6 separate regions of the Mus musculus genome follow, and all the other regions are linked to region 3. A link is a contact called in public HiCAR-type, HiChIP or PLAC-seq and promoter capture Hi-C data. All regions are on one chromosome and are shown on one strand. Each heading gives the region's core, a stretch centred on a gene start, on an enhancer-like site or on the middle of the called end of the contact. The rest is flanking DNA. Distances are from core to core; before and after follow the strand shown. Region 1 holds the start of Myorg (myogenesis regulating glycosidase (putative)). Region 2 holds the start of Gne (glucosamine (UDP-N-acetyl)-2-epimerase/N-acetylmannosamine kinase). Region 3 holds the start of Fam214b (family with sequence similarity 214, member B). Region 4 holds the start of Nudt2 (nudix (nucleoside diphosphate linked moiety X)-type motif 2). Region 5 holds the start of Ccl27a (chemokine (C-C motif) ligand 27A). Region 6 holds the start of Enho (energy homeostasis associated).

Evidence for each region. Promoter capture Hi-C pulls out the DNA fragments that hold promoters and counts their contacts. HiCAR-type assays count read pairs that join an accessible place to other places. HiChIP or PLAC-seq counts read pairs in DNA pulled down with a chosen protein or histone mark. Capture Hi-C pulls out chosen DNA fragments and counts their contacts.
Region 1: a HiCAR-type map of astrocytes shows a contact between it and region 3, with 4 times the contacts expected there. The contact joins the promoter of Myorg here to the promoter of Fam214b in region 3. A contact is called at or near these places in 2 of 39 promoter capture datasets (embryonic stem cells and liver), 1 of 484 Hi-C or Micro-C datasets (muscle stem cells) and 1 of 115 datasets of contacts at active chromatin or transcription factors (astrocytes).
Region 2: a contact with region 3 is called in a promoter capture Hi-C map of adipose tissue, with 2.4 times the contacts expected there. The contact joins the promoter of Gne here to the promoter of Fam214b in region 3. A contact is called at or near these places in 2 of 39 promoter capture datasets (cranial neural crest and liver), 1 of 484 Hi-C or Micro-C datasets (liver) and 1 of 9 other capture datasets (adipose tissue).
Region 4: a contact with region 3 is called in a promoter capture Hi-C map of pre-B cells, with 2.9 times the contacts expected there. The contact joins the promoter of Nudt2 here to the promoter of Fam214b in region 3. A contact is called at or near these places in 4 of 39 promoter capture datasets (the C10 cell line, embryonic stem cells, liver and 1 more), 1 of 115 datasets of contacts at active chromatin or transcription factors (stem cell-derived neural progenitor cells) and 1 of 9 other capture datasets (liver).
Region 5: a contact with region 3 is called in an H3K4me3 HiChIP or PLAC-seq map of embryonic stem cells, with 5 times the contacts expected there. The contact joins the promoter of Ccl27a here to the promoter of Fam214b in region 3. A contact is called at or near these places in 3 of 39 promoter capture datasets (liver, pre-B cells and stem cell-derived epiblast-like cells) and 1 of 115 datasets of contacts at active chromatin or transcription factors (embryonic stem cells).
Region 6: a promoter capture Hi-C map of the HPC-7 cell line shows a contact between it and region 3. The contact joins the promoter of Enho here to the promoter of Fam214b in region 3. A contact is called at or near these places in 4 of 39 promoter capture datasets (the HPC-7 cell line, embryonic stem cells and liver).

What each region holds. Positions count from the first base shown.
Region 1 is chr4:41,501,313-41,506,154 of GRCm38.p6, forward strand. It overlaps Myorg (myogenesis regulating glycosidase (putative)), which reads right to left and starts at 1,763. Exons shown (of 2, transcript NM_001085515.2): 1 at 1,679-1,763. 1110017D15Rik (RIKEN cDNA 1110017D15 gene) reads right to left here. Exons shown (of 7, transcript NM_001253777.1): 6 at 4,256-4,342; 7 at 3,697-3,856. The coding sequence ends at 3,754.
Region 2 is chr4:44,069,829-44,074,396 of GRCm38.p6, forward strand. Gne (glucosamine (UDP-N-acetyl)-2-epimerase/N-acetylmannosamine kinase) reads right to left here and starts at 2,889. Exons shown (of 12, transcript NM_001190414.2): 1 at 2,534-2,889.
Region 3 is chr4:43,037,210-43,041,867 of GRCm38.p6, forward strand. Fam214b (family with sequence similarity 214, member B) reads right to left here and starts at 3,092. Exons shown (of 9, transcript NM_001253353.1): 1 at 2,757-3,092.
Region 4 is chr4:41,463,128-41,468,108 of GRCm38.p6, forward strand. Nudt2 (nudix (nucleoside diphosphate linked moiety X)-type motif 2) reads left to right here and starts at 2,021. Exons shown (of 3, transcript NM_025539.2): 1 at 2,021-2,053. Kif24 (kinesin family member 24) reads right to left here and starts at 1,721. Exons shown (of 13, transcript NM_024241.2): 1 at 1,583-1,721.
Region 5 is chr4:41,770,421-41,775,467 of GRCm38.p6, forward strand. Ccl27a (chemokine (C-C motif) ligand 27A) reads right to left here and starts at 3,756. Exons shown (of 4, transcript NM_001164044.2): 1 at 3,680-3,756; 2 at 3,316-3,383; 3 at 3,045-3,104; 4 at 2,766-2,930. The coding sequence starts at 3,362. The coding sequence ends at 2,774.
Region 6 is chr4:41,636,846-41,641,849 of GRCm38.p6, forward strand. Enho (energy homeostasis associated) reads right to left here and starts at 3,457. Exons shown (of 2, transcript NM_027147.1): 1 at 3,069-3,457; 2 at 1,299-2,156. The coding sequence starts at 1,997. The coding sequence ends at 1,767. It overlaps Dnaic1 (dynein, axonemal, intermediate chain 1), which reads left to right. Exons shown (of 20, transcript NM_175138.4): 20 at 1,028-1,313. The coding sequence ends at 1,126.

The sequences.
Region 1 (4,842 bases), core at 513-3,012, 1.5 Mb before region 3:
GGCTTCTGCAGGCACCACACACACACACACACACAGAGTGCACATACACACAGGCAAATACTCATACACATAAAATAAAAATAAATAAATCTTCAAAGGAGAATGTCAAGGGGGCTGGAGACATGGCTCAGTGGTTGAGAGCACTGGCTGTTCTTCCAGATGGACCCAAGTTCAACTCCCAGCACCCACATGGCAGCTCACAATTGTAACTCCAGCTGCAGGGGAATCTGACAACCCTCATGTAGACATATATGCAGACAAAACACTAATGCACATACAGTAAAATAAACAATTGGAAAAAGAATGTCAGGTGCAGATGAGCGTTTTGGTTCTAGAAGACACGATTCAGTCCCATTCTTTTCCCTGCCTTATCCTCTCCCCCAAACCCCGCACCCCCTAGAGCTCTCTAATCTCTCAGGTCACTACCCAAGCACAGTCTGGAACAGCCTCTACTTCCGCTCTGATCTCTAACACAAGTTAGAGATCCCCTCTCCTCCTTTGGGTAGCAGTGTCTTTTACTGATACTCTCAAAGCTGAGTGGAACCCAAAGAAGACTACAGGGGCCCCAAATTGGCTTACTGTACACTTATGTTCATTCAACATAAGCAAGGCTACATCCTGGGCATCAAGGGGTTAAGAGGAGAGGGTTTGAGTCTGAATAGGAAAGACTCCCTAAGCCCCAATGCTTACATATTAAATTGGTCTTATCTTATGACCCCCGGGAGCCTGAGAAGCTCACCATGATATCCTCCAAAGCCCTTTCAAAACTCAGGCAGAACCCATTAGGGTTTCGATGAAGGACTGGCGCCCACAGATTTAAACACCCACCTGGTTGGGCCTCACCATGTTCTTCCAAATGACCCCATAGCGTCCAATACCAGCAACACTGCGAGCTGTTGTCCATTTTATAGATGGGAAAACACAGCTCGTCAGAAGCCACCCACTGGGATCCAAACCTCCTGCCTCCACCTTCCACCATGAGAATGGGTGTGGACGGGTGAGGTCTGTCTTTTCAAAAGCTGCGGCAGATCCAGCTTGCCTCGGGCAGATCAGGACGGTTTTAGGGGTGTGAAAGGGGCAATTTAATGGCATCTGCTATTGTAGCCGAGGGGAGGAACTCTGTGGCTCCAGTCTTAGTGGCGTTCTAGACCCCTATAATCTGTCGAGTCTGCCAGCTGGCCAACACAGGCTAAGGCTAGCAGGTGGGGTTTGCTGAGTGGCTCAGCCTAAGAAAACTCTTGTTCGCTACACACTCAACCTCAGTCTTGGCTGCAAGTCCCAAGCCTACAGTTTAAGGGCGGGCCCAGCTCAGCATAACTGAGCCACTTGAGGCAGAGGCCTTTGTCGGACACAGTTGGGAGGGGAGTGGAAATGTCAAAGGCAATTCGATCCTGCCCATCTCCCTCCCCTGCTCAGGGACGGGATCCACAAGGATCAAGTAACTGCACTAACACAGCCTGGAATACTTCACACCCACCGGTGGCCCCACACCCCACACGATCCAAAGGGGCAGAGGGAAGGGCAAGGAGCCCGTAGCCCGCTGGGAAGCTCTGGCCTGAGGAGGGGTTCAGGTGTCCAGGGACGCTCCACCAACTAGAGCAAGTTCAGGAACTGTGTGCTCCTTAGAAAACTCACCACCCTCACTGGGACCCAAAGGCTTCCCACTAGGTTCACCTACCTCAGTGACCGCCACACGGAAGAAAGGGAGAAGGGTCCTCCGGCTGATCTTTCTACGCTAGCAGGAGTTGATCAGCCACAGCCCTGCGGGTTGCTGCCTGGCTGGGCACCGTGGAGCCCCTCCTGCGCCCCGCCCTCCGGCTACTAGGCCACTCCCAGCCGTCCAATGTGGTTTCAGGCCTGGGACTCCAGCCCCACCCCTGGCGCTCAGCCCCTCCCCCACTCTGCGTGCCTTGCACAGACTTTCTTCTCACCGCCCCAGATCTGCCCTTTGGGCCCGCCTCTAGCTTGATTCCACCTCCCGCCTCAGGCGCCGCCCTTGCCAGACCATTGCTAGCCTGGCTCATCCCCAGGCCTTATGGGAGATGTAGTTCCGAAGGAAGGAGTGGCTGATTGTTGGGGTTCTTGCTGAATGTTAGGGTTCTTGCAACGCCATGCTAGGATTGCTATGTGTATAAGAGCACAGCAAGGCAAGGGGGGAAGACGTATCTGTGATGGTTTGAATACGAATGGCTCCCACAGACTCATATATTTGAATGCTTAGGGCCTGGGCATGACACTCTTTGAAAGGATTACAAGGATTAGGAGTCATGGTCTTGTTCGAGTAAGTGTGACCTTGTTGGAGGAAGTATGTCACTGGGGGTGAGTTTTGACTTTTTAAAAGCCTATTCCAGGCTCAGAGTCCTCTGCCTATAGATCAGAAGGGAGGACTCTCAACTGCTTCTCCACCATACCTTCCTGCTGCTATGCTCTGCTATGATCACAGACTAACCTCTGGAACTGTAAGTAAAACCCCAATTAAATTATTTTATAAGAATTGCCATGGTCATGGCCGGGCGTGATGGCGCACGCCTTTAATCCCAGCACTCGGGAGGCAGAGGCAGGCGGATTTCTGAGTTCAAGGCTAGCCTGGTCTACAGAGTGGGTTCCAGGACAGCCAGGGCTATACAGAGAAACCCTGTCTCAAAAAACCAAAAAAAAAAAAAAAAAAAACAAAAAAAAACAAAAAAAAAAAAAAAAAAAAGAATTGCCATGGTCATGGCGTCTCTTCACCATGCCATAGAACAGTGACTAAGACAGGAGTCTTCAGGAATCTGTTCCCTCAAGGTCTGGGGAGCTGTATTCTTTTAAGAACTGGCACAGGGTTGGAAAATAGAAAGCAGATAAAGCAAGCTCACTGACCCAAGTTGGATTTCTGGAACCCCCAGGCTGGGAAGGAGAGGGTAGACTCCCTCAAGTTGGCCTCTCATCTCCACGTGTTATGGATAAAGTGTAAAAATGGCTTTAAAAACTCTGGGATGACCTGTGCTCCCATTTCCCACTGTCAATACCCCAGTCAAGAACGCCTTGGAGGGATCCTGTAGACCCAAAGAGCCTATGTTCCGAACTGTCAGTTCTCAGCACTCAGGACCAGACTAGCAGTACCCCAGTTTCTGCTCGGTATTTTGCAATGCCCACTATACCCTAATATAACGTGTAGCTCCTTCTATTAGTGACAACCTTTAGTTAGAAATGATTGTGCCATGCCATGTTCTTTCCCCTAGAGGGAGCAGTGGTGCAAGAAAATGGGAAAACACTAACCCCCTAGAGATTCTAGAATAACCGCCCCCCCCTCCTAACCCCACCCCCTCCCTTGCAGGACAGAGCAGAACTTTCTGTTACAATGTGAAGTTTCTTGATCATGAATTCTTCCAAAATGATGTTTGGTAGCTCTTAGACTTGGAAGGGGGAGGGCAGCAAACATTTCTGAGCACAGGGAGCATTTGGGAGGCTGTAATGGAGATCTGGGATCTGAGATGTGAGAGGAATCTATGTTTGTGGGTATAATGACAGCTAAAGGGTCTTCAAGTAGAAAGATCTGGATGGTTAGGGGAACTCATCTCTGTGGTGATGGAGAGGACGCCAGCTGGATTGCTGATATATCTATCAGGAGGTGGGTCACTCGGGCGTGTCTGAAATGGTTGGGGGTGGGTTTCCTTATCTCATACAGATCTTTCCAAGTAAGGACACAGCAAGCAGTCTTTGTGGTGAAGAGTTTATTGAGCCACTTCCTCCCTTGGCCTGGTCAAAGCTTTACTAGGAAGGGTAGACAGGACAGGTCTCAGACACAAACTCAGGATGGACTACATAGTTGTTTCTCTGGGAACCACCAGTCTTCTTGAAGTGACTTGTGTCCCATCTGCAAGGAGAGATGAGTCACTCCAGTTTTCGTTAACCTTATCTCAGCGTTTTATCTCTGACACTGACCGATCACTGACCTCAAGTTCTGCTGCTGAGTTTCTGAAACCCAAGACACAGCTTCCCAACCTTGACCTCTTACCCTTTGTATAAAGCCCTGGGACCCGATTCCATTGACTCTAGGTGAGCTTTCAACTCAATCTGTCAAGCCTGGCCTCTTGGCGGTTTTCGGGCCTCTACCAACCATTGACGTCCCATGGCGCTAGCGCCCCCTGGCTTTAATTTCCTGTCTCTGCGCCGCAACAAACATTTCCCACCCCAAGTAGTCTCCTGGCACACCCCCACTGTCACTAAAGGAATTCCTCCAGTATGCAAGTGGATGCATCTGCGCCAAACTTACCTAAGGTTGGGATACGGGTAAAATGATGGCGGGGGAGTTGTAACAGCACATTGCATTCCTGGCCGGTGACCGAAGGGCGACACACTCCTAATGGAGGAAAAAACAGCAGGGGACGTCAGGTTTTTGTTTTTGTTTTTATATCCTCACATTCCAACCTCCCAGACCAAGAACCTGGATACAGAATCAGTCTTAAGGTTCCTTCCTTGCCCTTCATAAACCCTCACTACAGCACAATCTCTGGGAAGGCTCCAGAAAAGTCCTCTTCCCATTAAGGTCTGGTTTCTGCCACCAGAATTCTGGGGAGGATGATCAGACATAGTCTTTAGGATCCAACATCCCCACCTCCACCCCCATTAAGATAGCGATTTCTTCAGTGCCAGGAGGTAGTGTTTCCAGGCCATCTAGAGACTCAGACTTTCCCATATTTTCACAGTTTTCCCCGCCCCTTCGGAGGGAAAAGACCCAATCTTTGACAATGAATCAGTCTTGAGGAGGGGGCAGGCGATGATCATAGGATTAGGGGCTGGGTTCAAGGCCCTTCTGCACGCTCTTGAAAGTCCAGCTCCCAGGCTACACCCGCATTGTCT
Region 2 (4,568 bases), core at 1,639-4,138, 1.0 Mb after region 3:
GGTTTTGTTCTTCTGTTTTGTTTTGCTTTTTGAGTTCTTTGTAGCCCTCCCTGGCTGGCCTAGCCTGACACTCATTACATAACAACCCAACTCGACAATCCTCTCGTCTAAGCCTCCAGAATGCAGGAATTACAGGAATGCACCATCTTCCTATATATACATATTTATTTATAAATATATATGTGTGTGTAATGTATATTATGCAATTGAAAACATTTTACAAACTGTTGCTACATTCTTTATTTTTTAAATATTATGTTTCTGAATTAAATAGGAACATTGAAAAATTTAAAGGCAATGGAAATATCAAACCAAAGGTACAATATCAGTTTTATGATAAGTGAAGGGCTATGAGAGCCATGGAAGCGAAATCCTGAGTGAACAGTACTTCCTGAGTCTTCGGCTGCGTGGGGCTCTGCACAGAAAACGGAGACAGGCACGGAGACTCTTGACTTAGGAACTGACACTGGGGAAGAGGGCCTAAGACACACAGACCCCAACCATTGTGCTTTCACAAACAGGAGCAACAAAAATCAGAAACTTGACCAAATTGTTATCTGTTCTGCGTGAAATAGTCCTAAAGGGACTTTTGTTTTGTTTTGTATTTTTTGAGACAGGGTCTCTCTACATAGTCTTAGCTGTCCTGGGATTTTTTTTTTTCCCACAGACCATGCTGGCCTCAAACTCACTGTGATCTGCCTGCCTCTGCTTCCTGAGTGCAGGGATTAAAGACTTGAACAACTAAAGACACATTTTATGGTGCAGATAGTGAGCAGCATCTTCACGGTCACTATCAGATGCGGAATGTGACAAAGTGGACTTAAACCATTTGAAGGAAATTTAGGTTTCATAAAGCACAAGGCAAAGCAAGATAAAACTTGCTTCTTTACCTAGTGGAATGTTAACCAAAAATGAAAATTGATCAACTGTATCTATATTTGCCAGTGGATACTGTGTATCCCCATACAAAAGTCTGAGGTCCCAAACATTGCAAAATGCAAACGAATAACACGGGAGCCAGTGAAATGGCTGGCTGCATGGGTAAAAGCGGAGGCCAGAGGGCAAGTTCCAGCATCAGGCCACTGGAGAGTCAGGAATGGGGTTCAGACAGACAAGGAGCACAGGGGCACGCTTCTGTAAGATCTGGTATGAGTGACAGGAACACAACAGCAAACACCCAAACAAACAAAAACAAGCAGAAAGGAAAGGCCACCCTTGGGCCGGAGGACCAGACAATTAGGGAAATGGGGTCTTATAAAATGCCCAACCCAGAGTCCACCTGCCAGAACTTCCAAGTCCGGGGGCCCATCCCATCCCACCAGGAGCTGTCAGCTTGCTTCAATAGAGCTTTTTACTTCACTTTCTCTGCCTTTGAGTCATCTATCAATTCTATGCCTGTCTCACACACAGAACAACCTCACCAGCTCTCCCCTACGTTTCTTTCACCTTGTTGGAGACAGGCTCTCTAAAAACAAAAACAAAAACAAACAAAACAAAACAAAAACAAAAAACAAAAAAACCCAAGGCTTCCGGATTGCTGTTATTACAGCTGCTCGAATTATAGGACCGGTTTTACTGGGTTTGGAGCACCCAAACTCAAGTCAAGTTTGAAGCGTTACACCAGCAGCAGCAGCAGCAGCAGCAGCAGCAATCTCCCTGGCTCCGAGAAATGGCAATGCTCACAAACTACATTCAACTCAATTGTGCTTTTATAAATGCTGCAAAAGGATAAGTGAATGTCCCAACCACGAGAAAGTATAAGCACACTTGTGCAAGCAGTCACCAGCAGAGAAACAACAGTAAAGTAAACGTTTGCTAAGTGCTTCCTCCAGCAGTGGGCTAACACGGCGTTAGACACGTTATTCCATCCTCATTTTCTCTACTATACAGACAGGGACACTGAGGTGTAGAAAAAAAAATCCACTTGATCTAAATCACAGTTAGTTAATGACTGATAGAACTTCAATTCAAAGCCAAGTCTAGATGACCTTCCTACACGCAGGTCACTGCCGCACACACCCTCTACCTTGTGTGTATATTCCACAAACATCCACGGGTGCAAACCTTTCCGGAGAACTTGAGACACTCCTTTCTTTCACTCAGAGCGGATGGAACTCACCGCAATAAAAAGGGAAGGGCTGTACAGAGTTCTCAGAACCCTGCTGCCCAGCTATAATAATTCAGTTTGATGTTCCTTCCAGAGCCCCTACAGTCGGGCTAAACCATTATCTTTACTGTGAAACCATTCCCCGCCGCCACACCCCTCCTATCGAGGTGCAAAGCCGATCTATTCTTTCCTCTAACAATTTTACAAGCCTGTTCAAGGACGGATATAAACGTCTATCAAATTTCCAAGGACACCGAGTGTCCAGACAGTCAGAGTTGGGCAAGCCTCCAAGAAGTCCCTCGGTGCAAACCCTCTCCCCACCTAGGCAGTGCTGGGCCCCCGCAGCTATCTCACGTCTCTGCCCAGGGACCCAGGGCCGTGCCGCCTGCTGCGTGCACGGATGGGCTGGACCCTGGCCAGGCCTACCTCTGCAAGCCCCGGTCCCCATTCACCCGCACGCTGAGTCTGACAGCTCCGGGATCCCACGCCGGAGCAACGCACCGGGCGGGAGAGGCGCCCTGCTGCGTAGAACCCGGACGCCCAGCGCGAGGCCCACAGCTGCAGCAGAGGTGCCGGAGCCTGGCACGATGCTCGTGAGTCACCGACTGACTCGTGGCCTCCGCCGGGTTAGTTCCCTCCGGCGCCACCTCGGCACTTGGCAGGCTCGCGTCCAGCGGGTCCACAGGGCAGGCCCCGGCAAGCGCACCCGGTGGCTTCCGCTACCCGGCGCCGCTCGACGACTCGGCGCTCGACCCAGCCCCAGCCATTGCTCCTGCATTCGCAACGCACACCCCGGCTCCCGCGGAGCGCCGAACGGTCGATCGCTCCGGCTCCGCCTGCACCGGGTCCCAGCCCCTCCTTGGCGTATTTCTGTTGGTCAGTCGTGTGGCGCACCTTCCGCTGTCGTGTCGCCTCTGGTAGTGGCATCCACTCGGTTTGCTGACCCTTATTCTCGCCTGAGGGTGTTCTCTCCTCTGGCAGAGCCCACAGTTAAGCCCGAGTTCTCCCACGAGATGGTTGTTTTAGCTTTGCACCCAAGCTGAGTGCCATCTCGTGGACCAAACTCCAAGGCAACTCAGTGTCGGTAGTCCTAGAGTGCACCCTGGAATTTAAGCTTTGCCACCCCTGCCACGAGGCTCTGGCTGAGTGCAGCGTGACAATACACATGCTAGTCAGCTCTGAGTTATCTGTCACTCCAGGGATCTAGGCAATTCTATTACCAAATTTGGGCCTCACAGTTTTTCCCCTTGAAGCCAAATTCTGTCACCTGTTCTCCATAAGTTAATGAGAACAGAGTTACTAGTAAAAAAAAAAAAAAAAAGCAAAAAAACGGAGGTTAATTCAATGTGGCCATGTTGGGAAGAGGGACAAAGATATCCAAAGACATATCCCCTGGATCCATTTTGGGACCTCAGATTTTAGGTTAAAATATATAGAGTTCGAGATGTGCACATCTAAGAGGTCCAGGGCAAGCTGTAGCCCACCTGTCACTGTCTGGACTCTAACTTCCCCAGCAAAGTGGCAGTCACAAATTGTCAGTCCCGTGTGAAGTCTCTTTTCAGCACCAGCATTCGGTCTTTTCCTTCTCTGAGTATGAGATTCTTGGGGAAAATTTCAGGGTTTTTTGAGGCCATAGTTTCAATAGTCTGATAGATTGAGGTACACAGACATCTCAAGAATATCTGCTAGACTAATTGCAGATCCAAGACCCAGGAAGGTGGGGAGCGGCCTGTGCTGCTAGCTCCTGATGAAGGTTGGTTTTGTTTTGTTTTTAAGATTTTATTTTAGCTTATTTTTATCATGTATATGGGGTAGGGGGGTGGGGCAGAGGATGTGTACACATTAGAGTGCACATGTCAAAGTCCAGAAGAGGGTAACAGATACCCTGGAGCTGAAGTTAGAGATCGTGGTGAACCTCCTGACATGGGTGACATTTCCCACAGCTAGGTGCAAGAGAATGAGAAGCTAGACAGTATTCTGAACAGCACAGCTGCACCTGTGTCTCAAACAACAACAAAAAGTCACAAGTGAAACTTTCAGATCTACTTTTTTAGGTTGTTTTTTTTTTTTTTTTTTTGAGACAGGATCTTACACTGTACCTAGCTGAAACTGGCACGGGATTGACTGTGTAGCCCAGACTGGTCTCAAGCCACGTCAGTCCTCCTGCCTCAGCTTCCATTGGGGGTTCTTGCTATAAGCTAAATGTGGACCCCATCAGACTTTTACAGCTTGTGGTCTATCTCAGTCAAGGATGAAGCTCTGGTTTGCATGGTATTAGTGTAGCCATGTTGGATCCTGCAAGGGTCATCCCATCATGAAAGGACAGACAATGAGTGGTTTTGTACACTGAGGTGACATTGTCTACCTTTCTGTCTGAGATCAGCAACCATCGATTTGTAAGTTGACCAGGTCACCATTCATGAATGCTCTGATAACACGTCAATTTCCAACACATTTCACA
Region 3 (4,658 bases), core at 1,842-4,341:
AAGGAAAAGAGAAAATATAAGTCAGAATCCGTGCAGCCAATGGTAAAATTCCTCCACTAATATAGGCTACTATATCAGCACACACACCAAGACATCTTCCCCGCTTTGGGACAAGCTCTGCAGAAACAGAAGAGGCAGGCTGGAGACCTAGGGCGTATGCAGAAGAATTGGGCTACCTGAGGACTCAACAGAGAAGCAAGTCTTGGCTGACTGTATTAAGGATGTGAGAAATGAGTAGAGACAAGATGAACCACTTGTCAGGGTCTCCAGCTCAGGAACTGGCCCTGAGTAATAGGGGATAAGATGCCCCAAAGACCAGAGATTCCATGTCAGGTTGTAGGTGGACAGGACAATACTGTACTTCTCTTACTCAAGGCTACCCAGTTACACAACTCATCTCCTTATATCTATCCAAAGGGGCAAGTGCCACTCGAGAGTGCTGAGGGCAGAGGTCATGCAGGTAGGTACACCCCATCACACAACTACAGAACTCAAGTCAGCTCCAAGCCAGCCCTGCACATTTAAAATCCTAACGTTCCTCAGAAATCTGTCTTTTTAATAGAAGAAATCCAGCAGGGCATGGGTAGCACATGCCTTTAATCCCAGCACTTGGGAGGCAGAGGCAGACAGATTTCTGAGCTCAAGGCCAGCCTGGTCTACAGAGTGAGTTCCAGGACAGCCAGGGCTACACTGTTACCCCCATCCCCTAAAGACCTCCCCGAAACAAAAAGAAATCTAACCAAAAACAAGTGGTGGAAGGAGAGAACGCAGTCAGAAGATACTTTCTAGTTCTCACCCCTCCCCCCAGGCCCTGCAAACCAGAGATAAGGAAGCAGCAAGCAGCCAACTGGAAATAACTGGAGTATCTCTCCATGCCCCTCCCGCAGGGCACAACCAATACTCAAAAAAAAAAAAAAAAAAGCTAAAGCATTTCTTTGTTGCCAAAGCACAACAATGGTCTTCACAGACCACTAATATTTCAGTGACCAGACTCTCAAGTTGAAGGCCAGCTGTCCCCACTGTCATCCTTATTTGGTCAGCAGCCTGTGAGCACTACCAACCATACTGCCCTTTAACATAGTGCTAGAGGCTGAGGCAGGAGGATCTAGACCAGTCTAGCTACATGTTGAGAGGTCCTCTGTCAAAATCAAACAAACAAAAACCAGGTTACAGCCAGACTTCCCACTACACCAGACAGTTAAGGTCAGATGAGGTTATGAGACATCCTACCTCAGACAAAACACAAAACCAACAAACAAGTTGAGGGGAGTGGTGGCACACATCTTTTAGTCCACACACTCTGGAGGCAGAGACAGGCAAATCACTAACTACTTTCTGAAACCCGATGACACTGCTGTTCACTTCTGATTATGTCAGGCCCGAGGACAGGACTGTGTTTCTTCCCCAGCCCAACTTCAAGCTCAGGAGAAACACACATCAAGATTCAAAAAAAAAAAAAAAAAAAAAAAAAAAAAAAGCCTAAATCCGAGCTAGCACCAGTGATCTGGTCAGCAGCCTGACAGTGTAGAGACACACTGTATGGGTGAAGAGTGGAGAGATTAATTGTACATGGGGAACTGCAGCAGTTCATGTGGTGGCAGGAGACGGAGAGAGGGGGGACATTTACACGTAGGGACTCTCCTACATCAGCCATTGCCTTCCTTTCAGACCACACCTTGCCATTTCACCAGGCCCCCTTCCGAATGAGACCCTAAGAACATTCCAGTCCTTCATGTGGGTGAGATGGCTAGAAAGCGGAGAACGCCAGTAGTAGCAGTGTCGTGAGAGTATGACCTGTTCTCCTTTCTTCCCCTCCTAGTCTCCACCCAAGCTTTAAAGTTCAAGAAGGGCGTTTTCCTGAGCACCCCAATTTCCAGGTCATCTCAGTTGCCCTCCTGAGCCCTTGCCTCGAGGAAGCCAGGTGATGACATGATGCCCTACTTGACCCCAGCATGCTGGCATCTGCTCATTAATCCAGAGTCCTATTAGTTCCCTCCCTGCCCAGAGACGCTCGAAGACTCACTCCTCTGCCACCCAGCTTCAAGCTGACTCATGGGGTAGGACTGCCGGGAGAAGGGACAAGCCAGTATAAGCCAAACCTCGCCCTCCATGCTGGGGATGGGCAGCAGCTGGCATTAAACAGCTGTGCCAGACTGTGGCTGCCAAGGACTACAGCTCCCAACATGCCGAGAGCAAGGCCAGCAAAAACAACAAGTCCCAGAATACCATGAGGTCTGTACCCTCAGATACTTGTTAGACCTGGGAGGTGGGAGAGGTTGTGGTACAAGAAGAACACCTAGGCTCATTCTATCCTTCCCTTCACTCTCAAGACACCCATTTTTACCCTAAGGAAGGTTAGGGTAAGAATTCCTACCCATGTGTTTTCCACTCTTATCCTGGGCAGAGTCCTGCTGCTCACTGCTGTACATTTTGTCCTCACACAAGTCTACACACGCTAGGGTGACTGTTCCCAAGACCACTGTTCTGAGTAGAAAGGTTAATCTCTGCTTTCACACTCGCTCTCACTCTGGCCTAGAGCCCTTCACCTTTAATAGAGAGGGAGCAGACCTCAGAAACCCCTCCAAACTCAGACGGGGAGACTCACCTTGACTCCTGGACTCCTTGTTCTGGACGATTCCTCCCACCCCCTGCTTAGCCTCCCAGGTCGGTTCTCATCCCTTCTTCACAGTCTGGGACAGGCCCCATACCCTGCAGAGGTTTTGGAGATCTGATCCTTCCACCTAGTACACACTCACCCCGCTCCCAAATTGGCTCCGCCGCGGTGGCCGCTGCTCCGGGCCCTTCCGTCCCGGTCCCGTCCCCGTCCCGGTCCCTCCCCTCGGATAACCAGTCCCCCCTACTACGGGCCCCCAACCCAGACAAAGGGTGGCTTAGGCTGAGAGCCTTGCTCTGCTTGGCCCTTCCCTGATCAGCTTCGTGTGCAACACTAGCGGGCTCTGGCGTCCGCAGCCCCTCTAGCTGCTGTTGCACCCCTCCCTGCGACGGTCCCTCCCCGGGGCCGCCCCGGCTCCGCGCCGCAGACTCAGCTGCCCCTCTGACTCACAGGCCATTTCCTACCAGCTGATGGGGCCGCCCGCCCCGCCCAGCGCCCAGCCACCCCCAGCACTGCGACCACGGCTGCCACGCCCCCCTCAGACCACACCCTCTATGGGCAACAACTATGTTCATTGGCCCAGTGGAGGCCAGCCTCTCAGCAACCTCAAGCGTGAGTCACGCCCTCTTCAAGGAGCGCACGCCTATTGGTCCACATAAGGGCAGGCCTACCCAATGTCGCTCCGCCCACCTCCTTAACCCTTTTTCTGTCCAAGTCCTAAGCAATTCTCTGCCCTGTCATTTAACCCCATTCAGACTTCATTCTCTCAGGGCTCAACAAACCTTTCTCCTCCACACTTCCTGTTCTGAAGTAAATTAATATGAAGCTCCAGTGTGTTCACAGATAAATCTCAACAATCTCCAAGTCACACCAAACCCAACCCTACATATCCCCAAGCCCATTCGCCCCCACATCCCGAAACAGCTCCAGGTAAAAGGGTTGCTATCGAGTAAGCTTTCTACAAGAGCAGGAAAAAAAGACCTACTACAGTCGTACCTTATTTCTATCCATACTGAAAGATGGCATCCTCTCCCACCCCCTTTTTGTCTTTGTTAGAGACCCCAGGAGGCTGACATTTCAGGGACTCTCAAAACCCTTCCGAGACCAGGCTTTGGAGCACTCTTTGCTGACAGGCCTCTGCTCCGAGGAAACAGAGCATCCTAAGAAGTGAGTTAGAAGGCCTTCTGCCCAAAGTCAGATGGAGACCAAGTTCGTCTTCATGACTCACAGCTCCCTCGAAACTCACCAAGCTCCCCCTGAGTCACAGGGCCCCGGGCCCAGCCCAGAGCCAGCCAAATTAAGCAGCATTATAGTCAGCATCCCTAACCTTTGTCCTTAGCTCTGTAAATAACCAGGACGGAATTTTTGCGAGGACTGGGCATTCACAGACACTTTTTACAGGGAGTGCTCTCGAGATAACCTGAGAAAATGGATAGCCTTGTCTACTTTGTCTTCTGAACTTATCAGCAAGTCAGACAGGTTGTCACCAACTCAGGCCTTTTCTCCCTGTCGGTCACAGAAACAGGGAACAAACAGCAGAACCAAAGGAAGTAGAAGCCAATGCTTTGCCTATGCTATGAGTCCCCAGGACCATTAGTTTATTACTGGACTGTAAAAAGAGGGCCCCCCCTACTTCCTCTCTGGGTTTTACAATTAATACAAGTACACAACAGACCTCTAGTATGCTTTCTCCTTACCTCTACTGAGTAGGAGGAACTCCCTAAAAAAGACCCCAGCTCCCTAAGATTGAATTCCCTGCTACGAAGGAGCAGAATTTTTTTGGTTTTCGAGACAGGGTTTCTCTGAGTAGCCCTGGCTGTCCTGGAACTCACTCTGTAGACCAGGCTGGCCTCGAACTCAGAAATCCGCCTGCCTCTGCCTCCCAAGTGCTGGGATTTAAGGCGTGCGCCACCACTGCCCAGCAGGATTTTAAAAAGTCTCAAAGCCCTAAACACAAGTGAAGAATCAATATGAGAATCTATTTGTCTTAGCAAAGCTCACATCTTAGGAAAATTCTTGGCAGCCCTCATTTGTTCTAACTATA
Region 4 (4,981 bases), core at 771-3,270, 1.6 Mb before region 3:
TTCTTTACTGGCTTGCTTCCCCTGGCTTGCTCAGCTTGCTCTCTTATAGAACCAAGACTGCCAGCCCAGAGATGGCACCACCCACAAGGGGCCCTCCCCCCTTGATAACCAATTCAGGAAATGCCGTACAGCTGGATCTCATGGAGGCATTTCCTCAACTGAAGCTCCTTTCTCAGTGATAACTCGCGCCTGTGTCAAGTTGACACACAAAACTAGCCAGTACACAAATAAAATTAAACAAACAAACCAACCAACCAACCAACCAACCACCTGAAATAAAGGTCAAGGAAATGGCTTGGTAGGTAAATGCACATAACCTATAATAAGCCTAATGGTTCAAATTCAATGCCTAGAACCCACATAAAAGGTCACATGTGGTACTGCACATGTGTAACCCTAGCACTCCTAGGGAGAAGTAAGTGTGTGTGTGTGTGTGTAAGATAGAAATATCCTGGAGTATGCACTGCAGCAGCAGAAACAAGCTGCTTAAAAAACATGGAAAATGAGAACCAGTTCCTCAAAGTTGTCCTCTGACCTTCACTTGAGTGCTCACACACACACATACATACACACACACACATATACATATACACACACACATACACACACACTGTTAAGTGAAAAAAACTCAAAGTCAAATAATTGATTTCAGTTTCCAAAGCACAGATAAAATGTTACGATAGTTGGTGGTCAGTAAACAACAAGAGGAAATCCTCGGGCATATAAGGACAGAATGGCCTGTTATAAGCAAATACATTTAGGGGTTTGAGAAGAGGTACTTGTAGGCCAGACTACAATGTGGAGAGAGCACGTCTCTCTGATTGAGAACTTTGTCTCAAAACCAACCAACAAACAAAAGCCACACAAACAAAAACTTAAAAAAAGAAAAGCAGTAAATAATGAAGTAATGTATGTATGCTAGCGGTCAGCTTGCTTTCTCCACTCTATTACTGCTCAGAATTCCCTGCCTTGGGAATGTTGCCACCCACACTGAGCAGGTCTTCCTGCCCCCAACGTGGGAACGCCAACGCTGAATTTTCTGTCTCTTGTATATGAGATTAGGGTGTCCTCTCTCTTCCACCTGCCCCCAAATCGACTTTGAATGGGACAAGGCAGAAAGATAACTGAATCTATTTGTAGTGAGTGAAAGCCAACTGAACAAATATTTCCTTAAAAAAACAAAACAAACAAACAAAAAACTAATATGCGTAAGACGCTGTGGAAAGGCTTGTCTTATCTCAGAGGTCAAAATTATATGAGAAAAAAGGAGAATGAGGTTTGCGGAAGTTCACAAAACAACCGAAAGTCCAATCGAAGCGCTCTGAAGAGCGTGTCTCAAAGGCAAGAGGCCTTTGGGGTACTCAGAAAAGCCTCAAAGCTGGTGGTGGTCGAGGTAATTGCTGAAGAGGCGGTAGACAGGGAGATGAAACGTGAGAGAGCGCGAGAACCCTCGAAGAACCCGAGAAGCCAAGTTCTAGTTACCCCGCAAATACCGGTCTCGGCTCGCGCCGCTCGCAGACAGGAGCACCCGCTCCCGCGCAGGCGCAGAGCCTGGGCTCAAGCTAAAGCCACCGTTTCTCACCTCAGGGCAATCCCGGCTCCTCCTCAGTCAGTTTTCAGGGAGGACCGAAGAAATAGTGCGGTGAGGAGAAAGCCCTAAGGCCGGGCTAGCAGAGCGTCCGGTCAACCCGCCTTAGGTGTCCGCCAGGCCACATCCCCATGGCAACGCCACAAGCGCCAGTTCGAACGCGCGCGCCGACGCCCGCCCGCCCGCGGTCCCGCAGCACCGACCAATGGTCATTCACAGAGCCTGTCACCTCTCCTCTAAAAGGCCAATCAGAAATCAGAAGGGGAAGGGGGCGGTTCATTCTCCACCAATGGTTCAGCTTGAGGCAGATCTCGCGACGGTCCCAGCCAAAAAACCACGCCTCAGGGGCGGGTGGAAGCGCCTGATGCCCAATTCTGTGGCTCGTCTGAAGTGCAGCCGGGCTCTTCTGATTGGCTGGCGCGCTACGTCTCCGTTCGAGGACCGCCTCCTGCCTCTGGGCTACGGGTGAGTGCTGTGGGGCTGGGGGGCGTGGGGAGTGTCGCGGGCTCCTGACCTGTTGCTGCGGGGACGGAGCTGGCAGTGAGGCGCGTGTAGGCCAGGCCCCATCCACTCGCGGGACCTCGGTTTATCTCTGTGCACCAGAGAGGACTAGGTTCAGTGGTGAGGGCGTGGGTCGGAAGAATCCCAGAGGCAGAGAGATTCACCTTTGGGACTTAGCGGGCCAATCATATCTTCTCCCTAGGCTTGCTTTGTAGTTATCGATTAAACCCTGCCTGCATTCCAAAAGATCTTACGTTTGGTAAAAATTATTACTTGTGTGTGTGTGTGTGTGTGTCTGTGTCTGTCTATGCGCGCCACGTGCGTGCAGATGCTCTCAGAATCCAGAAGGCGTCGGATCCCAGGAGCTGGAGTTAAACGTTGTGTGGGCCACCTGGTATAGGTTCCGGGGAACCGAACCCCAATCTTTTGGAAGAGTGACAGGTGCTCTTTAGCCCCCAGAGATAGAAAGTCACAAGATTCCCGTCTTAAGAAAAAAAGGCGAAACAGCTTAAATCGAGAAGAGTCAAGTTGCCAATGCAGAAATGTTCTAATGTCCAGTGGCAATTAAGCTTAATGATGTTAGAAATTGGACGTGTCTGCATTTGATTAACTACTCAAAAATATTTCTGAACCATAGTTTTATTTTTTTTTTCCTTTTGTGAAAAATAATAGTAATGCTTCAACGGGTTGCAAAGACTATTGGGAAAAAATGCTTGGCCAGGCCTAGCCTCTCAGGTCAAAAAGGAACCACCAGCATAGTAGGAACAAATCCAGTAGCCAGCATGTGTGCAGCTTCATATGTACTTTAATGGAGTGCTCGTTTTTAGCTCAAAAATGAGCGATTCGGGGGCCTGGAGAGATGGTTCAGTGGTTAAGAGCCCTTAACCTCTCTTCCAGAGAAATTTGAGTTCATTTCCCAGCATCCATGCCAAGTGGCTCACAGTAGCCTCCCAACTCCTGCTCCAGGGCATCCATGGCCCTCTTCTGGACTCTTCAGGCACCCACATACCACACACAACTGGCAGACACACAAGACATAAACAAAAGTAAATCACTAATCAGTTAAAGAATAAATGTAATTCTTACTAATAAGGAAATACAGTATTCAAAAGAGAAAATTGACAATATATTAAAGGGAATTAATCTTGTTGATCTTTAAAAATTACTAATACTTAGTGTGAACACTGTTTATCAGCTGTTTCCTGAAAAATATAAAAATGATAGTGCATGTCTTTATTCCTAACAGAGGCTGGAGGATCTCTGAGTTCCAGGAGAGACAGGACTATGACACAGAGGTGGGGAAATTCTTGATTCAACTATTAGAAAGAGTTGACTGCCAGTATAATACAGAGAAGCATTCAGGTGGCCTATTATAATACAAGATAAGAGTGACTGGCATGTATTCATGTCTGTCTACACATACTTTAAACTCTCAACAATGAGAAATACACGTTAGAGTCACTTTACAAATGAGGACCTGTCTTTCAGGTAACAACCTGACCTGAGTGGCTAAGTTTCTTTCACAGCAGTGTCAGGTATACTTTTCTATCTTGTACTGTTTTGAACTGAAAGAGGGTGAAAATATTTGGAATACCAGATAGGAAAGGGGGTGATTAGACAGGTAAATGCACCCAAATTCAGGGAAAGTGGCTCGTCTTAGTCAGGGTTACAACATCTGTGAGGAAACTGACCCAGAGCAACTTGAGGAAGAAAGGGTTTGTTTGGCTTACTCATCCTTATCACTGTTCGTTGTCAGAAGGAATCTGGAGACAGGAGCTGATGCAGGGACTGTGAAGGCGTGCTGCTTACTGGCTTGCTCCTTGTGGCTGCTCTGCCTGCTTTCTTATAGAGCCCAGGACCCTGAGTGCAGGGATGGCCCCACCCACAGTGGGCCATCCACATCAATCACTAAGAAAATGCCCTATAGGTTTGCCTACAGCCCAGTCTCATAGAAGCATTTTCTAAACTTGAGGCCCCCTCTGTTGGAGACCATACCGTGAGAAAGTAAGCCTTTCGCAGTTTCCCACCCTAATAAGTCAAATGGCCTTGTGTTAGGAGCCGGTCACCTCCTCCTCCCTATCCCTTCCTGGCACCTAGACCCTAGAAATTTGAATTATAGTCTCCTCTTCCTTATCTCTTCCTGACTCCGAAGACTTCTAAGGACCTGAGTTATGTGCTGAGCCCAGCTTGACACCCCGGGCTGTTAAGGAGGATTCTACATTCCTGAGATAAGACTCAGGGTGCCTCTTGCCTACAGTCAGAATTCAGCCTTCATGTCCCCAGATGTCTTTGTTCTTTGTTAATTCCCCCTCGACCCCTCCCTATTTTCTCTCACTGTGTGCTTATAATCAGGCTCCTAGCCTTCATTAAACAGACCTTGACAGGAATCCTCCTTGGTCTCTCTCCTTTTTCCTGCCCATTTCTCTTGCAGGTTTGTGGTTCCCCTCGTACCCACGAATAACTAGGTCCTGTTGGTCAGGACACCCCTCCTCTCCAGGGAGCCTAGCTTGTGTCAAGTTGACATAAAACTCCTTAACACATGGGTTGTTGGAATATCTATGATCAAAGCAATTCTTTTTCTAATAGAAAATACTGGATTTAGGAAACGAAGAATGAGATATCACTAAACTCAAGACCCAGTTTTCATTTGCCTTGTAGGTAGTCTATAGCACTTCAAATTCAACTCAGTTCAAAAAGAAATAGGTAACTTCTTCCTTTTCTACCCAGTTACCCAAACCAGACCCCTCTTCCAGCAGCTCACAACTGTCTGTAACTCCAGTTCCAGGAGACCCGACTCCTCATACCAATGCATGTTTTTTAAAAAGATGGAAATAAGCTTGTAACATGTCTTTTTGCCTGCGGTCTTTTCTTCCAGTTTCTTCTCCACTTTAC
Region 5 (5,047 bases), core at 2,506-5,005, 1.3 Mb before region 3:
AGAGAGCTAGCGAATAGTATCCGGGGCTGACATTACAGAAGCTCAGAACAGCCGTGGTTCACGGTGGCGTCTCCTGATAGTCATTTATGCTCACACCCATAACCACACATTCACAGTCATATGTTGGTCATGTAACTCATGAAGTCACGCCCATGAATGTGTGCTCGCGGACAGAAATGACACAGATCCAGTTATACCTAAAAGCTCCACTGGAATCCATTTGCATTTCCACAATCATCTCGCTGAACCATATTAGTACACATACACACTTCTGATGGGAGTTTGTGAGTGGGTAGGAACAGAAGGCAGGCCAGCACTGACCTGCCTTCATCTTCTCCTCCCTACTACCTTCCCCGCCCCGCCCCGCCCTGCATTTTTCTAATCAGGAGAAATTGATGGGACCCTAAAACAGACTCTTCTTGGGTAATAGGGAGATGTTTACCATTAAGGAGGGAAACTGAGGCAGATGCGGGAGAGAAATAAAAGTACTTTGGTGCCAGGTTGCTGGTGTTAAAACAGGTGAAAGTGGGTGGACGTATGGTAGCACGTCTTGTCCCCCAGTACTCAGCAGGCAAATCGATCTCTGTGAGTTTGAGACTAGCCTGGTCTACACAGTGAGTTCTGGGGCCAGCCTGAGCTACGTAGTGAGATCCTGCCTCAACAAACAAACAAATCAACAAAACTCCAAGAAGACAAAGCCCCTTTCCCAAATCTCACCTTCTTGCTTCTGCTTAGTCTTGTTCCACGGATGCCAGCTTCTCAGTGGGAGGCTGGGGGCTTCCAGACTTAGTCTCTGGCTTGTTGGAGACATCGGACTCAAGAACAAAGTTAGGTCGTCTCGTTTGATTCAAATTCTACCGTCTTTCCATTCTGGGCTTGAAGGAACATACCCTTCCGAACCCAGCTTCAGAAATACCCATTTCCCCAAACCCCAAACACCTGTACCCACCCTACGCTTCCTTCCATCAGAAATAAGTATGTACTAATATGGTTCGGTGGAATCAATGTGGAAATCCAAATTTATTGCAGTGGGGCCTTGGGGTATACCTGGATCTGTATGCAAAATTCCTATTCATTTTGAGTCAATGCTTTCTGGAAAGTTGTAAACGGCCTAGAGTAGGGGTGTGTTTATTGGGCTAATGGCCTAGGCTCCTAATCTGGGGATTTCAATTCTCAAGTTCTGCTCTGGATTTAAAATATAAACCGAGTCATAACACCAAGAATCCATCCCTTATCTGGAGACTGAATTTCCTGCTCTGAGGCCAGCCATCCTCTGGAGTAGAGATCTTGGGATAGGACTTCCACTGCCTCCGAGCAGTTTCTTTGGCTAAACTGAAAAGGCCTTGCTTCCTCCTGACCAGGGTTAAGACTCATAGGCACCTTTTGGACATTTTCTCAGAGGTCTTATGACAGTCTGGGAAGATGTGGACCCAGGGCTAGTCAAAGCATTTGAAGGTGTCTTCGATGCAGAAATTGTGAGGGAATGGCTAAAAGTTTGCACACTTGAAGGTCACCCACGAGCCAGAGGCCATGCATCCTCAAGTTTTGGTACCCGAAGCTTCTCTCTTACGCCCGGTCTAGATCTTTGTCCCAGGGCTTGGGTGTTTCACCAAAAAAGAAATTCTAAGGAAATTCACCTCGCCTGCCCCGCTCACCCCACTCCACCATCCTGTCTACACTGCTTGCCATGTGAGCTCCCCTGGGTTTGTCAATCCAGAGATCTTTGGAAGGCAGAAACATTTTCCTGGCTTCCTTCTCTCCTAATTTTGGCTTCTCCAAAGATATGGAGGCCAAGTCCTCTTTTCCAGCACAGTGTGCTATGACAGAGGCAGTGCCAGGCTAAAAGTCAGCTTTGAGCTCAGCCAGGATCCAGGCTGTCTCCATAGCATAATCCTCAGGTGCCTGTTCTGGAATGGGAGTCAGTGTGTCTATGTGGTGGACACTATGAGGACAGTCTGACTCTCACCCACTGTAAGGGTTAACGGGTTCCAGAGTGATTTCGGTGGACAAAGTAATCATGGGGTTAGGGTAGCAGGATTCTTAGCAAACTGCTAGTTCTTGCTGATACCAAGGACTTTTTAAAACGGTGATGGGGCTGGCAGGATGGCCATGGTGCCAAGCCTGAAACCCTGAATTCCATCCCGGGAAGCCATATGGATGAAAAAACCCTCACAAAGGGTCATATCCTCTGATCTCTGCATGCACATGCATTGTGGTGGGCACACACACACATTACAAACACACACACACTTAAAAAATTAAATACAAAAACAAAAAATTGGGATCAGATTGGGGGAGCCAGTTTGGGGTTTTAACTATAGAAAGGACCTTGGACCCTCAACCCTTGTCACTCTCCTGGGGTACACTGCTGGAGACAGCTTCTAGAAACTGGTCCTTCCTCTCACTGACAGCAGACTCCTCAACTTTGGCTAAAATGTTTTATATCCACTCCCAGGAAAAGAGGATTCTCCAGACATCTGGCAAAGTTATGGCTAGAGTTAGGTGGTAACAGCTGAAGTTGTGGGAACACTGATAAGTGGGGGAAAGATGTGGCCTACTCTCAGTGTGGGTGCTTTTGGGGAGGGCGTGGCAGAGAGCCAGTCACTGATAGTAATTACAAGCCTGACCCTTAGGAGCAATGGAGTCCTACACATGCAAAGGCTTCCTACCAGGGAGGGATGCCCTGTGGGTTAACAAACAGCAGGTGTGGAGTGGGATTCCCAGCACCAAAGGCGGCTGCGGCGCTAAAGTCAGGGAGGCAGTGGGCGTGACTTTAAATCTTTAATGCACCGGCTGTCTGTGCAGCAGCGGTGGGGGTGCGACAGAGGAGACCACGACCCGAGCGCTGGGGAGCAGGCCTCAGGCCGCTCGACAAACAGCTCATTAGGCCCCGCAGAGGCTCCAGCTTCTGCTCCCGGGGGTGCGCCGAGCTGTAGGGCGACCCGACAATGACATGAGGCGGGGCAGGGGCGCCTGGACTCCCCCACATCCGTCCACCGACACTGAACCTCGTTCATGCCCCCACGAGATCGCAGCCCCCTCACCTCCGCTCCCTGCGCCACATTCGCAGCCAAGGAAAAAAGTAGAAGCAGCCCCAGTAGATCCTGCAAAGACAAGGCAGAGCCGGACCGGGAGGGGCGGGGCTGACCCACAGACCTCACCTCTGGAACCGAGCCCTCCAGAAAGCCCCGCCCCCAAGGGCTGGACAGCAGCAGCCCACGCCCCTCGAGGGCCCGCTCTGCCCGCCCCGGGACGTTCACCTTCCCCCCACCCCCGGCCTCACATCCCTCCTCCGCTTCTCCCGCCTCCACTCACTCCTCCTCCGCTTCCAGCGCCACCTCGTATCTCCTCAATCGCGACATGTCCGGGGCTCCGAACGGTTCCTGTGGAACAGCATGATAGGAACACTTATTCCCAGTCGCAAGTCCCCTTCGCCATCATTTCCAGGACGAGTCTGAATAGTCCTCAGGTACACTGAGGCAGGTGGCCCCCACCCCCGGAAGCCAATTGTCACATCGGGACAGGATGGGATGGATGCTATGGAAATCACTAGAAGTTAAAGCGTTAGGAGGAGGGTTATCTAGGGACCCGAACTTGGAGTCACCAAAGAGGGAGGTCTAGCGGCAGGGGAGCTGGGACATTTAGGCCCTGGATGGAGATTTTGAGGGGCTGGAGTCACCTGAAGGGGGGCTCAGGGGTCGGCACAGCCTAAACTCCCCGCCCTCCCTGGCTCCGCCCCGGAAACGGACCGTTAACAATTACATCACAGGGATACCTTCGCATTCTATGGGTGGGGCTTGCGTATCACCCGGAAGGGGAGGAACCAGGTTTTCGTCAGAGGAGGTGGGATCAAAATGTAACGTTAAAAAGTGGCACTGTATTTTTGTTGCTTAAGGGGCATAGTCTGTGTTTATTAAGATGCCAGACACGCAGGACCCTCTTTTCTGGGATGGAGCCAGATTTTAGAGTTAGGCAGGTTGGTAGACTGTGACCTTGATTGGAGACAGCAGTAAAAGTGCTTTGGGAATCATCTTCACTGTGCCTCTCTCCCCAGTGCCCCCACTTGCCTGGCTTTTACCTTGCCAATTGTTTTTCTTCCTTGCCCAGTTCTTGAATGACCTCAGACCAGAAGGAATAGGCCAGCAGCGAGAACACAGCCTAGAGCAGGCTAAGGTATGGAAATGTCTTAGCTCAGTGGCCTTGGCCAAATCATCTAATTTTTTTTTCACACCATGTACGGACATCTAGAGTGGAACAATTGTGAAGACACCTCTTAAACCTATGAAGCCTGAGGCTAACTTTGGGGTGGAGCTGTCAGAAATGAATGCAGTAAGCTGGTTAACAAGATTATTCATCGGGTGGATTCCCCATTGTCTTCCTGGTTTGAGGGGGAGGGTCCCTTTTAAACTTTTTTTTTTTTTTTTTTTTTTTTTTGTATATGAGTACATTGTAGCTGACACACCAGAAAAGGGCATCAGATCCCATTACAAATGGTTGTGAACCACCATGTGGTTGCTGGGGATTGAACTCAGGACCTCTGGAAGAGCAGTCAATGCTCTTAACCGCTGAGCCATCTCTCCAGCTCCCTTTTAGACTTCTTAGTAGCAGCATTAATTCTTGCTTGGTTTCAGTTCTGACAACCACAGCAGTCAGGAGTTTGAGTAAGAGGTATGGTGGGAAAGATGGCTTAGCTTCTTGTAGAGGGCCAGAATTTGGTTCCCAGCACCCACATTGGTTGCTCACAACCACCTGTAACTCTAGCTCCAGGAGGAGCTGACGCCTCTGGCTGCCAAGGGCACTAACCCTCATGTGCATGTACCCCCTCATAATTAAAAATAAAATATATTTTCTTTAAAAATTGCCATTCTCAAGGTTGGGAGTCAGGGTGAAGAGCAACATCCCTCTGCCTTCACGTTCCTGCTGTGACAGACTGCTGTGAGCTGTGAGGTAAAAGTAGACCCCTTTCTCCCTTAAGTCACTCTGTCAGTGTTTTATGACAGCAACAGAAAAGAGACCTATGGTTCTGAGATCTGTGAGGGTTGGAGGA
Region 6 (5,004 bases), core at 2,207-4,706, 1.4 Mb before region 3:
AGTTCCGAGGGACAGGGTAAAGCTGAGAAATGGCTTAATTACGGAGAGAAAATGGGGAGAGAGGAAACGATGACTCTCCTGTGCCTCTCCGACTGGAGCTGTAAGCTGGGTAGAGGCAAAGGCTGCAGGAGTGGAGCAGCCCTGGGAGCAGGGGAAGGGCTCAAGGCCAGAGGAAACTGGAGCTCCACTGAGTAGCAGCAGCTAGACTGGGCCCACTGGCTCTGCACCCTCCCCTTACCTTATACCCCAGCAGGTGTAGCTGGGGCAGGTGCCAGAAAGCAGTGGGCACAGGTGGCAGAGAACAGGGGGAAGGGAGCAGATGGCAGCTGCCCAGCCTGTCTCAGCACAGCCCATATCTCACTGGCTGGACAGTAGCTAGACTTTGACTGATGTGGCCTGCCTCCGAATTGTAAGGCCTGTGGGCCAAACGTACCTGTGTCCAAAATTCCATTTTCTCAGGGCCCAACTTATCAATGGAAACACTAGAATGCTTTGCAGGTGGGAGCAAGGGTCTAAGAGATAGTCCCCAGCACATGGCGTCACAGAAAATCCTGTGTACTTTCCCCTGTTTGTTCTGGTTACATGACACATCAAGTCTGGCACCCCTCCCGAACCCTAACCTGAAGGTGTGAGGACACCTGTGGCCATGTCCACACTACTCTCTCTCCCAGTAGCACACATCTCTCCCCTCCCTACCGGACCCATCCTGAGTGATCCTAACATGCAGCTCCTGCCTCTCCCCAGAGCCTTTAGCTGTGATGGCGACCTCTGAGGGACTGGGGATAAGCGCCTTTCCCCACTCCTTCCTGCACCTAGTGCTTGATTCTTGCTTGGCTGCAGAGATGGCGTTGGAGCCTCCTCACCGACCCTCACCTGGGCCCGAGTCACCTAACCCGCAGTAGGGCGCAGATATTTACTGGGCAGGGGACGGCCAGGGAACAGCAGGTTGGGAGGGAGAGCCTGTGGCAGCTCCCCCAAAGCAGCAGTACTCTGTACCTGTTCCCACTGGTGTTCACCCTCTTTTCAGGAGAAGAAGGGGCAGGAAGTGCAGAAGGGGCCAGCTGTGGAGATCGCAAAATTGGACAAACTGCTAAACCTCGTGAGGGAAGTAAAAACCAAAACCTGAGAGTCTGGCCCAGACCCTGCTCCGTGTTCTGAACCCAATACAAGCAAGGACGTGCCTCACCCTGACCAATCCCAGTATTTGCTTTTCTCATTCTGGCTCTTAAGGGCATGCCACCTTTCTCCATGGCCCTCAGCCTCCATTATACCCTCTTTGCACAAATAAAGGCCAGCTGGACACTCACCTCCTACCTTTATTTGTTTTCTGTTCTACCACACAGCCCCTAAAAAAAGAAATCTCGGGGCAAGCCATAGTTCCATTTATTACCCAACAAACAGTGGGAGGACCAGAGAAGGGGCCCAGCCTGGACACCCTCCCATTATTGCCATGGGGTTCCCGTTTGCTCCCCAACCTAGGGAGCCCAGATGTGCTGAGCCTAGGGAAGGCATGGACTCAGCCCTTGGCCCTTGGGATGGAGCAGAGTCCAGATGGCCCTGGCCCTAGCACCAACTCCTAACCCCCCCTCCAGGCCTTTCTCTCTAGGGCCACTCAGGCCTCTCTTGGAGCCAGGCTGGCTACAATCTAGGCTGCTGGGTCCAGTGTCAAATCGACTGGACCCCAGGCCGACTGACTTCTTGGATCCGATTCCACGCTCTGACTCAGGTATACTCAGGTCCAGGACTCCAGGCTAGGCCAGAGCCCTTCAGGGCTGCAGCAGGTAGCTGCCTTCATGGCTGGGCTTCTGGGGTGGTGGCGCCTTCTCAGGACAGGGGCCAGGGCTGGAGTTGGGACTGGATTCCGAGAGAGAATCGACGTCAGCAGATCGAGAATGGCAGGCCCAGCAGAGAATGACCCAGAGCAGTAGCAGCAAGAAGCCTACGAGGCCATTGCAGACGATGGCGATGAGAGCCCCTTGGGAGATGGCTGCCCCCATGACAGACAGCACCCTCAGGCCAGCGCAGACAGTGGAGCTGCCTCAGCGGCAAGGCCCATGCCGAGGCACAACTCTGGGGTGGCCAACCATCCAAGGTGGCTGTCCTGTCCACACACAGCGACTTCTTGGCAGGGAAGATGCCCACCTGCAGTCCTGGGCCTGAGGAAGTACAGAGGAAAGTAGACGGAGGTGAGGAGGAAGAAGTGGGCTGAAGCCTAGGGGGACAGCTTCCATCTTTGGCCTCAGGCAGAGAGCAGTGAGTCCCAGCAGTCTCAGGTACCCCACAAAGCCAGCACCTCCGCCCTCAGGCCTGGCTCTGAGCCCCTGGGTGCTGTGGTGCAGCCAGAGTGGGGAAGCTATAGTAGGCAGGCAGCCTCTTTCTCATTCTCCTCGGAACTGGTGGGTACAGCCTAGCCCTGCCCACCATGCTTCTAGCCCTTCAGATGTGCTGTTGGTGGGCGGGACTGAGGTGGCTTAAGGCCCAGGAGGAAGATTATGACCATGATTGTAGTGGCTAGGGCATCCTCTCCTTTCTGAGGGCTGCAGTCAGCCAGTCCAGGAGACCTGCAGAGGTGCCAGCTCACACAGAGGGAACTTTGTGGAGGCTCTGGCAGGAACGTGTGGGTTCTGTATACCCAAGGCTGTGTGCCTAGGTGTACCTTTCCCTGGGACTTTGCCTCTCTGGATCAGGTGTGTGTCTGAACGTACATCTTCCTGTCCCTCTGTCTCTCGCTGGATCTGCATCCTTGCCTCTGCAAACACACCTCTTTGAAGGTGTGTGGCTGCCTGTCTCTCTGTGTCCCTATCTCTGAGTGTCTTGAGTCTCATTTCTCTACCAGTCTCTCTGTGTATCACTGTCTCTTTTCACGACTGCATGTCCCTTTGCCCTCGGGGACAGGTCTCCATGGGGTCGGTATCGGTGGTTCTGTGCGTCTTGCATGTGTCTCTGCCTTTGTGTCTATCTCTCCTCCAAGCTGTGTGTCTCTCTGTCTCTGTGTGGGTCACTGCCTCTTTATACTCGTCCAAGATCTCTGTTTTTCGACCCTCTGCCCGTAGGGGAGCCCCCCTTACCTGAGTTGAGCCCGGTGCGCGCCCGCGAGAGGGTCCGGGACAACGGGATGCTCAGCGCCGACTGAGGCTCCAGAGCCTGCGGGCGGGGGGCGGCGAGAGGCGGGCAGGGGCGACGTCCACTCCCCGGGCCCTCCCCCTGGGCCGCGCAGCCTCCGCCGGCCGCTCCCGCCGGGGCGCGACCGGGCCGGCCTCTGCCGCGGGCGGTCTGCGGAGAGCGGGCACCTCCTCCCCCTGGGGCGGCGCCTCCTCCGCGGCCGGGGCCGCTAGCTCGCTCGCTCGCTCGCTCTCTCGCTCGGCAGCACTCGGGCGGCGGCGGCAGGAGCGTCGAGGAGTTCGGCTGGGCTCGGCTGCGTTCGGCTGGGCTCGGCTACGGCGGGAGGGAGTCGGCTGAGCTCGGCTGAGCTCGGCGGGCAGCAAAAAACAGCGGAGAGCCCCGCCTCGTGAGTGGCCAGCGGCCTGCGGCCCTTTGGGGGAGGAGCCATCTCTGTGCCGCTGCCGCCGTTCAATTGGCTGTCCGGGCCAAGTTCCCGCGCCATTGGTTGTGCTCTGGGGTGGGACACGACCATCCTGGTGCAGGAGAGAAGGAGGGAGGGGCTTGGGAAGGGTGAGAGGAGGGGTATATAGGGGCCACTTTGTTTTGATCCATCCCTTGAAAAGGTGAAGGGTCAGCCCACCTTTTTGCAGGGATTTCTTGCATCTTCCACACCTGGAATGCACCCCCACATGTGAAGCGTCCACCCCTCCATATCTGAGAGAAGTCTGTTTCTATTATCTGAGAAAGTCCATGTGCCTCCACACCTGACCCTCCTCACCTATCATCTTTCTACATATCCCTCTCCCAGTAGAGTGTAGAGTACCTCATGTCCACTTTACAGCGCCTGTAGATTGCCCCTAGTCCTAATAACAGTGTGATCTCTGGGAATTCATGACCTTTGTTGCGTTTTACTGATTTCTCACCCAGTGTTGGTCACAGGGTTGTGCATGGCTTGCTGGAGGGAACTTGAGACACCTGAAGAATGGCCCAGCTCTGGCTGAACTAGATCCAGACGGCATGGATGGCCTGACTCTCCATCCTAACAGTTCTGAGACCAAGGTAGCTTGGACAGGAGCAGTCAAGTAGGCCTTCCCCTCTCAGACCCTTAAGTAGCAGGGCTCACACATGCAAGGAGCTACATTTCTGGCCCTTTAGTGATTCTTAAGTGTACTTGTGTGTGGCTTCTATCACATATTGTCCATGGACAGTCAGAGACCCATGGCCCCACATCCAGCCTTAACTTCCCTCAGAATACTATACTCACAGCAAAATGCATACTGGAGTCACAGTGGTGTTGGTTCCTGGTTCCACTTTCTAACTCTCTTAAACGAAGCTTTCTTCTCAATAAAACTGTCATAGTAATAGCTACTTCTTAGGTTCTCACTAATTCATTTATACCATACCAACCACATCTCAGCAAATGTCAGCTGACAAGCCAAGACCAGGTGGCTAAGGGGCAGGGCTCCTCCTTCCAAGAAAAGGAGAAAGGGGAGTGTAAAGCCATCTCAAGGGCTGAATCATCTGAAGCTGCTGTGTTAGAGGCTGTCTAAAATAAACTACGGACCCCGTGGAGTTTGTCAGGATGGATTAATTTTAGTTCCCCCCTGTTACCCAGCAGGGTGGGGGTATTGTGAGAGGGATCAGATCAGTTATAGGAAAGAGAGAGACATATGGTCGCACATCTGAGTATAATGCCAGTGAATTTGTGACCTAGCCGCAGGGGTTCAGATTTCATCCTGGAAACAGTGGGGAGTCACTGAAGAATTTTGAGCATCATCGGAGTGATGTGATCATAGCCAGAAATTAGAAGGATGATTTGGGCCATTGGGTGGAAAGGAGTTTTAAAAGCATTTGAGAGTGAAAGATACTCCTACCTTTCACAATGATGAGGGAGTAAAAATA